Linked DNA regions of Rattus norvegicus: region 2 is linked to region 1. Evidence: chromatin contacts called from public Hi-C data. All regions are on one chromosome and are shown on one strand. The core of a region is the stretch at or near the end of the contact, and the rest is flanking DNA. Distances in the headings are between cores, read along the strand shown. Region 1 holds the start of Mfsd4a (major facilitator superfamily domain containing 4A). Region 2 has its middle 16 kb from the start of Cdk18.

Region 1 (5,554 bases), core at 2,819-5,318:
GTGTATGCGAGTGTCTGTGAGTGTCTGTGTGTGTCTGTGAATGTCTGTGTGTGTATATGTGTGAGTTTGTGTGTGTATATATGTGTCTGTGAGTGTATGTGTCTGTGTGTAAGTGTGTGTATATGTATGTGAGTGTATATGTCTGTGATGATATGTATGTGTGTATGTGTGTGTCTGTAAGTGTGTGTATTGCATGTTAATCCCGTGAATTTAAGTAGTTACTTATAGGACCCCAGGATGAGTATTACTTATAGGAACATGGGTGGGTTACCAGAGACCACATTACTGTAGAAAATGTCTCTTCCTCTTCCAGCAACCATTAAGGCCTTGTGAGCCTCTCTTCCTCATAAAAACTGGCATTTGAAGGATTTTAAAATAAAATTAGAGCCTTAATCTGGGTGTGGTGGCACACGTCTTTGATTCTAGCTCCTGAGAGGCCTCAAGGCAGGTGGATTTCTGCATTAGAGGCCAGCTTGGTCTACAGAATGAGCTCTAGGACAGCCAGGACTGCACAGAGAAAGCCTGTCTCAAAGAGCTAAATGAAAAATAAAATGGAGTCGGGGGGACTTTAAGGAACTACTGATCTAGGCAAACATTAGGCTACTGCATAGAAATTTATTGCTTTTTTTTTTTTTAGGCAGAGTTTCATATAGCATAGCCAACTCTTGCTATAGCTGGGGTGACCGGGAACTCCTCCTCCACCTCTCAGATGCTGGGACTGTAGGCATGTAGCCTCCTGGCTAGGGAAGTAGAATTCTTAAACTGGCTATGAAAATAACACGGCAGTGAGAGCCTTGAGCTGGGCCAAGACCTCAGAAAGTATTATAACGTCTTTTATTGGATACAGCAGCTGTAACAATCTCACAAACGACTAACGAACTTCATACCTGCAAACGGCTCAGCCAATCGTGTTCAGCCCAGTAGCAGTAGCCTGGAGCGGGAGAAGATTATCTCCCTGACAGTCGCCCTCCTCTCCCATGCAACTGTGGGACTCCCTTGTCCTGGAATCTGTATGATGGATCTTGGTGCACTCGTTCATAACAGACCGATCTGAGTTTTCCCCAGCCAAAGTTCCTGGGCCTCCCCTAAATAAAGAGAGGATGAGTCGGACCTTTGTAGGTTCCATTCATCCGCTCCCCACATCACCTGCTCCAGATCATCTTCCGGGGCAGAAGCTCCCTCTGGCTTTTCAAGTTATCCCCTTTGCAGAGTCTACCACTCGGCTGCCCCCCTCCTTACCCGATGTCTCCACCCAAAGCCCCACACATTACAGCATCCAGCAGCCTCGACTGTGAGGAGGTTGAGTATGGACTCGGGCTGCGGGGGAGGGGGGGTTCACCTCATTCTTGCTTTCTTACCTCTATCTCTATTTCATTACAGTACAGTACACACGATAAAATGCCTATGCCTTAAGTGTGCAGCCCAGTAAACTTTTACAGATGTTTCTAACTGGGTGGCGGAGGGGTGGAGAGAGATTCCCTCTGTCCTGTGGAAGTTTGTTCGAATAAACCAAGGGACATTAAATGGGATAAAAGGTTGAACCCCCATGTGGGTGAAGCCACAGGAGGTGTGATTAACCTACCCAACCAATGCCACTTGGAGACCTAGGTGTCTGTTTTTCTATAGAGGAGGAAAGAAAGGATATGTTTACACAATCTTAAGAGCTTTTAAGTGATTGTCAGGAAGTGACTAGTTCTGGAGACAGTCTCCGAGTCCAAATGAGGGGACAATTGTTATCCTACATAGAAGCACCACCAGGTGTGTTCTGGTCCCCACTCTCCCTTTATGAGATGCGTGATGGATTGCTTTTGCAATCTGGCCATATTGCTGCTAAGGGATTTCCACGGAATCCTCTCCCCATGTTAGGAGAGAGGGAGAAGGCAGGGTTCCGGGAAGGCTGGGGTTTAGCTCAGTGGCAGAACATGCATGTGGTGTTGAATAGAGAGCACACTGAGTTTGGTCTTTAGCCAAATGGGGAAACAGACAGACAAACAAACAAACAAAAAAATGGAAAGAAGAAAGGAAGAGAAAGGGAAGGGAGTGGAGGTGTGGAGAGGAGGAAAGAGGAAAGTACAGGTTACAGGTTACTAGGTCTTTGTTTTAAACATTTTAAACATTGTGGTTTTTATTTAGCTCTAATTGTGAAATGAACAAACAAACAAAAAGCAATATATTGGAAATGTCAGTCTCTGAGAGTCAACAGTAACCACGATTCACATCAAACTATAAACTATCCCTAACACCCCAGACCAGACTTGGGCTGCTACAAGGCTCATCATCGCCATTGTGGCTGATAAGCCAGCCAGTAGGGGGCACTGTGGCTGGGATGCATCCTCTAGAAAAACGTGGAAGGTTCCAGGTACTCTACCTGGAGACATAAAATCCCTGTGTCTAGATCCTATGTGTGAAGTCCTTGCACGCAGACCACGTGTCGAGGGGAGGGACTGACAGGTGCAGAACGGGAGGGTTGTTCTGTGAGGCTCTGGGGAACAGTGACCAGGAGGAACATTTCAGTTTAGTGCAAGACTCATCCTACCCACAGCTGATGCACAATGGGAGCGGGCCCCTGGGAACTGACAAGCAGGAGCTGCAGATGGCTCAGCGGTTAAGAGCACTGGTTGTTCTTGTAGAGGACACAGGTTCAATTCCCAGCACCCACATGGTGGCTCACAAATATTTGTAAGTCCAGTTCCAGGCAATCTGACACCCTCTCCTGACCCTTCACAGGCTCCAGGCATGCGCATGGTGCACAGACATCCAGGCGGGCAAAGCATTCACAAAATAAATCTAAAAAAATGTTTTAAGAAATGAAAACAAATGGCAAAGTCTACATCAATAAAAGTGTCAGTCAAGAAGAAACACGCTATCACATCACAGGGATAATGGGGAGGGGATAGGGGTCTGAGCCCCAGGTCACCCCTCCCATCTCTGAGCTGCCATTTCTCTAGAATTTCACAGCAGTGCCTAATGATCACAGATTTTTCAGGTCATAACTTTGTACTTTATCCTACGTACTATAAGTCCTGCCCGTACTGCCATTAAATTAGTCCATGCCATCCCCCACAGAGTAAATGAGCCAGAGGGACGCTAACTAGAGCCTTCTTCTAATGCATATTTCAGGACAGGCTGGAACAGGTACGGGGTAGCACTTTGAGGTGGTGTGCCTGCTATCTCCACTTCACGACAAGTTGCCATGGCACTACACAGCCACAGGGCTGTGAACTCTCAGCCCTGGTACCCCTGGATACAAGTGTGATGATGTCACAGCCTCCACCACTATTAAGACACTTGGCAAAGGAGACACTGAACGGCCTTAATTGCCCTGCTTCTAGGTTCTGGTGTGGACACCACATCCTAACTCCCTCAGGAGCAGGACCACACACAACTGTCCCAGGCCACTGGGGTCAGCATCAGGGTCTTGGAGTGTGAACAACCCCTCCACCCTGCCAAGGCCTTTTCATGTAGGAAGAGAACTCTGCCTGGAGAATTATCTCAGCATTCCTCTGGGAGTCCCGGAGTTCCTGTCCTCCCTCACTGCATTGGGAAGGAGAAAAAGAGTCCTAATCGGAGCCAGGCCTTACTGCCTTGCACACCTGTGGTGGGACAGGTGTGGGAGTGATGGCCTCCCATCCCCAAGCATAGAATGGAGAAGACCTAAGTTTCTAGGGCTGGGGATAGTTGCCTTGCATGCTACAGGCCTTGGGGGGCAATCCCAGAACCTAAAAGCAGTAAAACGAATGTCCAAGTTTCTGGGGGGTGTTTGTTTTTCCAAATGACAATGTACTGGAGCCTTTGAGGTTCCAAACGAAAGCCACAAGAAAACCATGAACAGGTAGGACTGCTCTTACTCCCGTGGTGGGTAGGATGCTCGGGGTAGAGGGCGGCGGTGGCAGACCCTCAAAGTCCACCCGCAGCACCCCCAGGACCAAGTAAAGAGGATTCAGATCGCCAGGCGGAAAGGCTGCTTGGAGTAGGGCGCGCGCGGAGCCTCTGGCACTAGCTGGCGGGTCGCGCTCCTGGATGGGTTCCAGTCGGGGGCCCCAGGGAACGTGAAGCGAGGTGGGGCGGTCCCCGCGGCGGGACACGTGCGTCCGCGACGCCCCGGACCTCCAGGCGTCCCCGCGCTGGCCGAGGGCGGGGCAGCCGCGCGGCACTCCCCTCCTCTCTTCTCCTCCCCGCCCGGCCTCCGGTTGGCCGCCGCACTCGGCCCAGGGCTCGCTGTGAGCTGCCGGCCGAGCCATGGGCTGCGACGGTCGGGTGTCAGGGCTGCTCCGCCGCAACCTACAGCCCACGCTCACCTACTGGAGCGTCTTCTTCAGCTTCGGCCTGTGCATCGCCTTCCTGGGGCCCACGCTGCTGGACCTGCGCTGCCAGACGCACAGCTCTCTGCCCCAGATCTCCTGGGTCTTCTTCTCGCAGCAGCTCTGCCTCCTGCTGGGTAGCGCCCTCGGGGGTGTCTTCAAGAGGACGTGAGTGTCGCTCCCCCTGCGCCCCTCCACATCCCTGCAGCTGTGACCACCTGCCCAGCTGGGCTGGATCTTAGCCTAGGGGCTGCCTCCCTCCCCCACCACAAGCTCTCCCGGAAAACTCTCTCGGGACTGAAGGTGACATCTGGGCTATGTATTTGTCTCACTCACCCCCGAGAGAGCTCAGAACCCTTGCGCCCTCGCTCACCGAGCCCACCAGCCAAGGAGTGATGGGATGTACAGAGATGCGTAAGACCCTTATTGCTCTGTTCCTCTGAGATTTTGTAGCCCCAGCGCCGGAGGTGGAATTGGCACTGAGGAAAAGACAGTTGGCGGCGCCAGCTCAGGGGGCAGTTCTCAGTGACAGGGAACCCATTGGTGGCTCCACTAACAGTGGCTCCACATCAATTGACACAGCTGATCCCTTTACCTAGATAATGAGGCTCTCAGGGTGTCCTAAAGGAGACAGGACACTGCCGCGGAGTGCTGAGCCCTTGGGCCCCTAAAATTCACATAGCTAGGGCCAGGTAGAGAAGTGTAGAGCCTCTCATGCTCATCTCTGGTACCCAGGATCCCCCCCACTCTGTACCCTCCACCTTGTTACTCCTCCCTGGCCTCTGGCAGGACAGAGCTCTGGTCTCTCCCTGGCACTCAGAATGCCACCCTTCTGGGTGACATGCAGAGCTCCATTTTCTTGATGTAGGAACCCCTCTTAGGATATTTCTAGAAAGGCAGCAGCCTTCAGTCTCTGTACAGCCAGCCAGGAATAGACCTAGAACTGAGACCTAGAACTGAGAAATGAACGTCTTGCACACTAGAGGCTGCTGTGTGGTCTTCCTCGTTCTGCTTCCTAAAGGAACAATTATCTGGACTGCAAAACCACTATTGGGAGGTCTGTTGCAAAAACGGATGGATAGTTGGATGGATGGATGGATGGATAGATAGATAGATAGATAGATAGATAGATAGATAGATAGATAGATAGATAAAGACCTTGTGTAGTGGCCATTCTGGGCCAAAGGCCTTTAGGGCTCAGTTGTCCAGGTGTGCAGTTGTGGAAAGATGCAATACAGGTGTCAATATAAGAT
Region 2 (5,611 bases), core at 429-2,928, 40 kb before region 1:
CCTCTGGAAGAGCAGTCCATGTTCTTAACCACCGAGCCATCTCTCCAGTCCTCAAGATCATTTTATAATACAACCGCTCCCTCACCACTTAATCCAACTTCAAAAGCCTCCTAGTCTTTAATAACTTTAACATTTTTTTAATGTATGAGTGCTCTATCTGCATGTACACTTACATGCCAGAAGAGGGCATCAGACTTCTTTCTAGATAGTCATGGGCCACCTTGTGGTTGCTGGGAATTGAACTCAGGACCTCTGGAAGAGCAGACAGTGCTCCTAACCGGTGAGTCATCTCACTAGCCCCCAATTTTAACACCTTTAAGAAGTCCAAACTTCATGTTTCAATCAGACCCAAAGCAACCTCTTATATGTGAGTTCCTATGAAATAAAAGTTAAATGCCAGGGACCAGCCTCAGCTTCAAGAGGGGTTCTAAGAAAAGGGGTGGGTGTCTGTGAGCGGCAAAACAAATCATGGGTCCAAGCTGGTTGTCTATGTCCTGCTCAAGGCAGCTTTCCAGATGGCTTTCTCTCTGTTCTGCTTTCTCTCTGGAGATCTCCAGACAGCTCTCCCTCTCTGTTTTCTGCTTCAGACAGTTCTCCAAGCAGTTCTCTCTTGCTATTCTAAAAAATTTTCTGGATAGCTCATCTCTTGCAGATCATAACCCCAGTCCTTTATTTTGCATTTCAATCCAGTCATTTACTCCAGGTCCCCTTTTTGACCCAGCCCTTGGATTTGGAGAAGACGGGAAGCACATTTTTTTTTTAAACATTGCAAAAGAATTTAAAGATCTGCCTGCCTCTGTTAAGCACAGACAATAAACTAGCTGAGTGGGACCCTGCCCTGAAATTACCATTTCTACCATGCCTGGGCCTAGCCTTGCTCTGTCCCAGGCCAACTCTGAACTCAGGAATCTATCTGCCTTTGTAAGCATAAAAACTTAGCTGAGTAGGATCTCCCGTGATCATCATTCCCTAAATCTCTTTTTCTCCTCCCTTAGTACCTTTATAACGAGCTGGTTCATAGTGCAGCTGCCTCTGTTCCTTTAGATTTGTGAAGCCCCCTCATATAATTCATACTGCATCTTTTATTTTTGCATAGTTGAGAAATTACATATTTTAAACACTCATGATTTTAGAGTTCTTTTCCACAACCTAAGGACTGTCCTGAAGGTCCCAGTGTTTACCATTTTGCTGAAACATTACCCACACTCTGTCTGTGATTATCATGGAGTCATTGTTAGCAGGGAAGACATTCCTTAAAGCAGGAATGTAGATTATCTACATTATCATACAAGCAAGCCTTTCATGCCCACAGCAGTCACTGACACTTGTGGAGGTTCATGCCCTACTCCAGGGCTGGAAACCATGTCATTCCACCCCCACCAAGGCTATGCCAGACCCATACTTCTAACACACGATGGCACCGAGTTAACATTCCTATCCCCAAAGAGAAGAACCAGGAATGATCAGAACAAAGAAAGACCCAGACAACAAATTCTCAGTTGCATAGGTCTGTGTCTAGGACTTGAGGTTCCTAATGAAGTCAACTGGGCCGCTAAGGGGCTAGCCCTCCATCCCTCCATATCTGATGCCTGTAGCACAGACTTCTCTCTTGAGTCAGCCCTGCTCTGCATGCAGGTTTCCTCAGTGGACAGCCCACATTTCTGGCATCTCCAGTATTCTGTGATCTCCATAGCAACTTAGGCGTCACCTTCACTATCTCACACAGTTGACGAGCAGGGACTAGGACTCTGCCACATGTCTCCTGGCCCCAGCCGCTCTCTGTAAAAGTGGAGCGAGATTCCATGGCTTCCCTGATCTTGTACCTTCTGTATTCGAGGGGGCACAGTAAAGAAACTGCAGACACGACTACTCCATGATATGGTTAAGGTTTTTACTGTCGATAAAAGAAGGAAAATGTCCAAAGGCATTCTGGAGAGTTCAGAGCAGAGAAAGACAGACTTAACAGAGCCAGCAGACTCAACATGGCCAAGAGATAGAGAAGAGCAGAGAGAGAGAGCAAGAGAGAAAGAGAGAGAGAGAGAGAGAGAGAGAGAGAGAGAGAGAGAGAGAGAGAATATAGTAAGAATAGTCTGACTATAAGGGTGAGTAACTATGAGCTGAGGGAGTGTAGGGCAGGGGCGGAGGTGAGAAGGGTCGGGATGCTAGTCTAAACTTTGAAATATGTTAACTGGTGGGCTGGAGAGATGGCTCAGTGGTTAAGAGCCCCAAATGCTCTTCCAGAGGCCCTGAGTTCAATTCCCAGCAACCACATGGTGGCTCACAACCATCTGTAAAGAGATCTGATGCCCTCTTCTGGTGTATCTGAAGACAGCTACAGTGTACTGATATATAATAAATGAATAAATCTTAAAAAAAAAAAAAAAGAAATATGTTAACTGGTACTTGGGAGACTGAGGAAGCCTGGAGCCAGCATGGGCTTTGAGATGCTGCTAATAGCACCTTGGGGAGCCAGCCATAGGTCCCTTCCACCAGAAGTAGGGGAAATGATTCCTGTGGCAGATGGGAACAGGTCTCACAAGTTCCGGAGGAATTCTGGCTTTTATCTAAATGCCAGAGATGCTACAGTCCAGCTTGAGCTCATCTCTGGATATCCACACTGCCTTTTGGAGTTTGGGGAACTGCCCTCCGGACACCTTCCTTATTCTGCCCATGCAGTACAGAGAAGGGTGTTCTTCAGGGGTGCTGAAGCAGTTATAGCAGCTGTCTCAGTACCAGCCTGAGAACTGTCCTGCCTTGAGTTTCTCTGCCAAACAATCTGGTCCATTTTTAAATTCAATTTCACCCAAGTTCCTGGGAAACAGGTAAATTGAAACCAGATTCTGGGCCAAATATAACACCATCCTCAGCCCAGCTCAGACAGTCTTTGTCTCATGAGCCAGACCTCAACTGCCAGGGTTTTTGTTGCCTTTCTGGTCTTCGAAGCTCCCACAAGAATCACCCATACGCTCTGCTTCCTCTGTGCAAGGTCTTTATTAGTGCGAACTTTCAGATGGTTCCACATTCCCCCCACAAACAATTCCAGAGGCTTGAGAACCACAGGCTGGCCCATCACAGCCTGGTCTCATCTCTCTGGGTCAATTTTCTGTCTTAGTTTCTATTTCTGTGGCAGTGATAAGATACACACAAGTGGGGCTGGAGAGATGGCTCAGTGGTTAAGAGCACTGACTGCTCTTCCAGAGGTCCTGAGTTCAATTCTCAGCAACCACATGGTGGCTCACAACCATCCATAATGGGATCCGATGTCCCCTTCAGGTATGTCTGAAGACAGCAACAGTGTACTTACATACATGGAATAAATAAAATAAATCTTTTAAAAAAAGATACACACAAGTGCACACCCCACACATCTTTCTCACACAATTATTAATAATAACAGCAACAATAGCAATAAATTATTATTATTCTTATTATTATTAGAAGTACCATGACAAAGGAAAATCAATGAAGAAAGGATTTAATTCAGATCACAGTTCAATATACAATTCACAATAGTAGTAGTAGTAATCAATTAATCCTCGTTTAAAGTACCCAGACAAAGGAAAATCAGCAAAGAGAAGATTATATTTCAGCTCACAGATCTGGGACCAGTCTGACAGAGCAGAAGCCTGAAGCAGGTGGTCACATCCCATCCCCAGTCACAAAGCTGGTGAGGGATGTTTATGCTTGGCTTGTTTCCTCTTTTATACAGTCCAGGACCCATGCTCACTCTTAGGCTGGGTCTCCACACCTCAAGTCATCTAATGTGCCTAGAGGCTTGTCCCCCAGGTGACTGTAGAGCGGTGGCTCTCTGCCTTCCCAATGCTGCCACCCTTTAATGCAGTTCCTCATGTTGTGGTGACCCCCAACCATAAAGTTATTTTTGTTGCTACTTTGTAACTCTAATATTGCTAATATTATGAGGCATAACTTTGGTTTCAGACCAGGGTCAAGGAACTGAGGTGCAGATTTTAATATCAAAGCAGACCTGGCCTCCACGTTCTCCCAGCATCCTTCAGTCCCTACCTGGCACACCCTGCTCCTATACCCTGAACTTTCCAGCCCACGGGCTGGGCTACCCTTCTCCCGGAGGCTCTTTCCTATATAAGTCAGACATTTTAGTCTCCTTTTCCTCCTATTCCCAACCTCTGGTCTTTCAAGCCTCTTTTCTCTCCCTCCCCTCGAGGTGGCCCTTTTTCTCCCTCCCCTACCCTCCCTCCCTCTCTCTCCATTGACTTCCCTTCCCTGGCTTCCTTCCTTGGAGCCAGTGAACTCCCCCATCCGAGAGAACAACTTCCCAATAAACCTGCATTTAATCTAATCTAATCTGGTTTGAATTGGTTTATTTCACCAGCAGAGAAATAGCTTATCAATAATGTTAGTATCTGTGTAATGTGACTGTCTTAGTCAACCCCATGAAAGGGTTGTTAGCCCCCCCCCCCAACCCCCCGAAACGGGTCATGACCTACAGGACCTACAGGTGGAGAACTGCTATTCCAGAAGGTGTGGAGATGACAACCATCCCAGCAGCAATATGGCAGCCGGTGCAGTGGCCCAGGTTCCGGTGCCAGCTGCTTGACAGTGCAGGGGCAAAATTCAAAATTCAGAGCAAGTCTGGACAACACAGCCTTTGTCTCTAAAATAAATAAATAAATAGCCCAACCCAGTGTCTTCCCCAAGGAAGGAGTCAATAGCTGTATCCCTCTATTCATCCTGATTCAAATCCCCAAACCTCAAATGTCAAGTATTTCAGCACCCTTGTCCACTTCCTGGTGATGTCTGCAGATGACCTAGTAGACTCGGGCTGCACAGCCAGAGCCAAACAGGAGAACATGTGCCCCTACTCCCTGCTGGACTGGAAATTTAGCATCCAGTGCCCCCTCCTCCCCTAGTGTCTCCCTAGGTCCCTCCCGGTTACCTGCCGGGCTGTCCTTGGTGCCATGCGTAACATAAACGTGACTCTAACTTCGTCCGGCCTGCTCTCCGAGCTCCTGACTCTGACTTAGTCCGGCCTGCTCTCCAAGCTCCTTTAGGATGTGGCTTTTGCCTCTTCTCATGAAGTTTCCGTTCTTAGCGGATGAGGACCTATCCATTAGTCATTCTTTTCCAAGTCCCTGGCCTGGACGTAGATCACGGATAGAGTAATTACTTAGCATGTGTGAAGCCCTGGGCTCTTCCCCGATCCCACAACCTTTCAGATGCAGCAGTCATTTTTGGTAACGCCTGTGTGTTCCCTTGAAGAGGACTTATGGGACACAGAATTGCAAATCTAGGGTGTACACAGATTCAAATCCCCATCCCTATCCCCAGTGCTCCCAGCCGAGTCACCGTGGGCATGTCACATGACCTTGCTGGGCCTTCCTTTCACTCTCTGTGGAATGAACCTAGTGATGGAGCTCTTCATGGTGTTCCCAGGGGGCCCGACACATTCAGGACTCCATGAAGAAGCAGCTTGCCACCGTCTCTATGCACGTTGCTACCCTTCTCCTATACCAGGAACTCCAGCTTACTCCCTTCCCAGGGATCCCAGCCCAGGGCTTAAAATTAGAAATCACGTTTAGTGTTCTTTCGTCCTCCGTCAGTAAGAAGGTATTAAGTAGTGTTTTTGAAAACA

The links. Hi-C and Micro-C count contacts between places; a contact is called where the count stands out from the background.
Region 2: a contact with region 1 is called in a Hi-C map of prefrontal cortex, with 1.9 times the contacts expected there. The contact joins the enhancer-like site here to the promoter of Mfsd4a in region 1. A contact is called at or near these places in 3 of 12 Hi-C or Micro-C datasets (frontal cortex, hepatocytes and prefrontal cortex).

What each region holds. Positions count from the first base shown.
Region 1 is chr13:46,061,147-46,066,700 of GRCr8, reverse strand. It overlaps Mfsd4a (major facilitator superfamily domain containing 4A), which reads left to right and starts at 4,068. Exons shown (of 10, transcript NM_001109069.2): 1 at 4,068-4,469. The coding sequence starts at 4,240.
Region 2 is chr13:46,098,393-46,104,003 of GRCr8, reverse strand. No RefSeq gene overlaps it. Among named protein-coding and RNA genes, the nearest start is that of Cdk18, 16 kb to the left of the region's middle. Within about 2 kb of position 1,678, at least 7 of the 93 cell types and tissues checked have an H3K27ac peak or open chromatin away from gene starts, as enhancers often do. A contact at or near this core is called in prefrontal cortex, where this site is marked.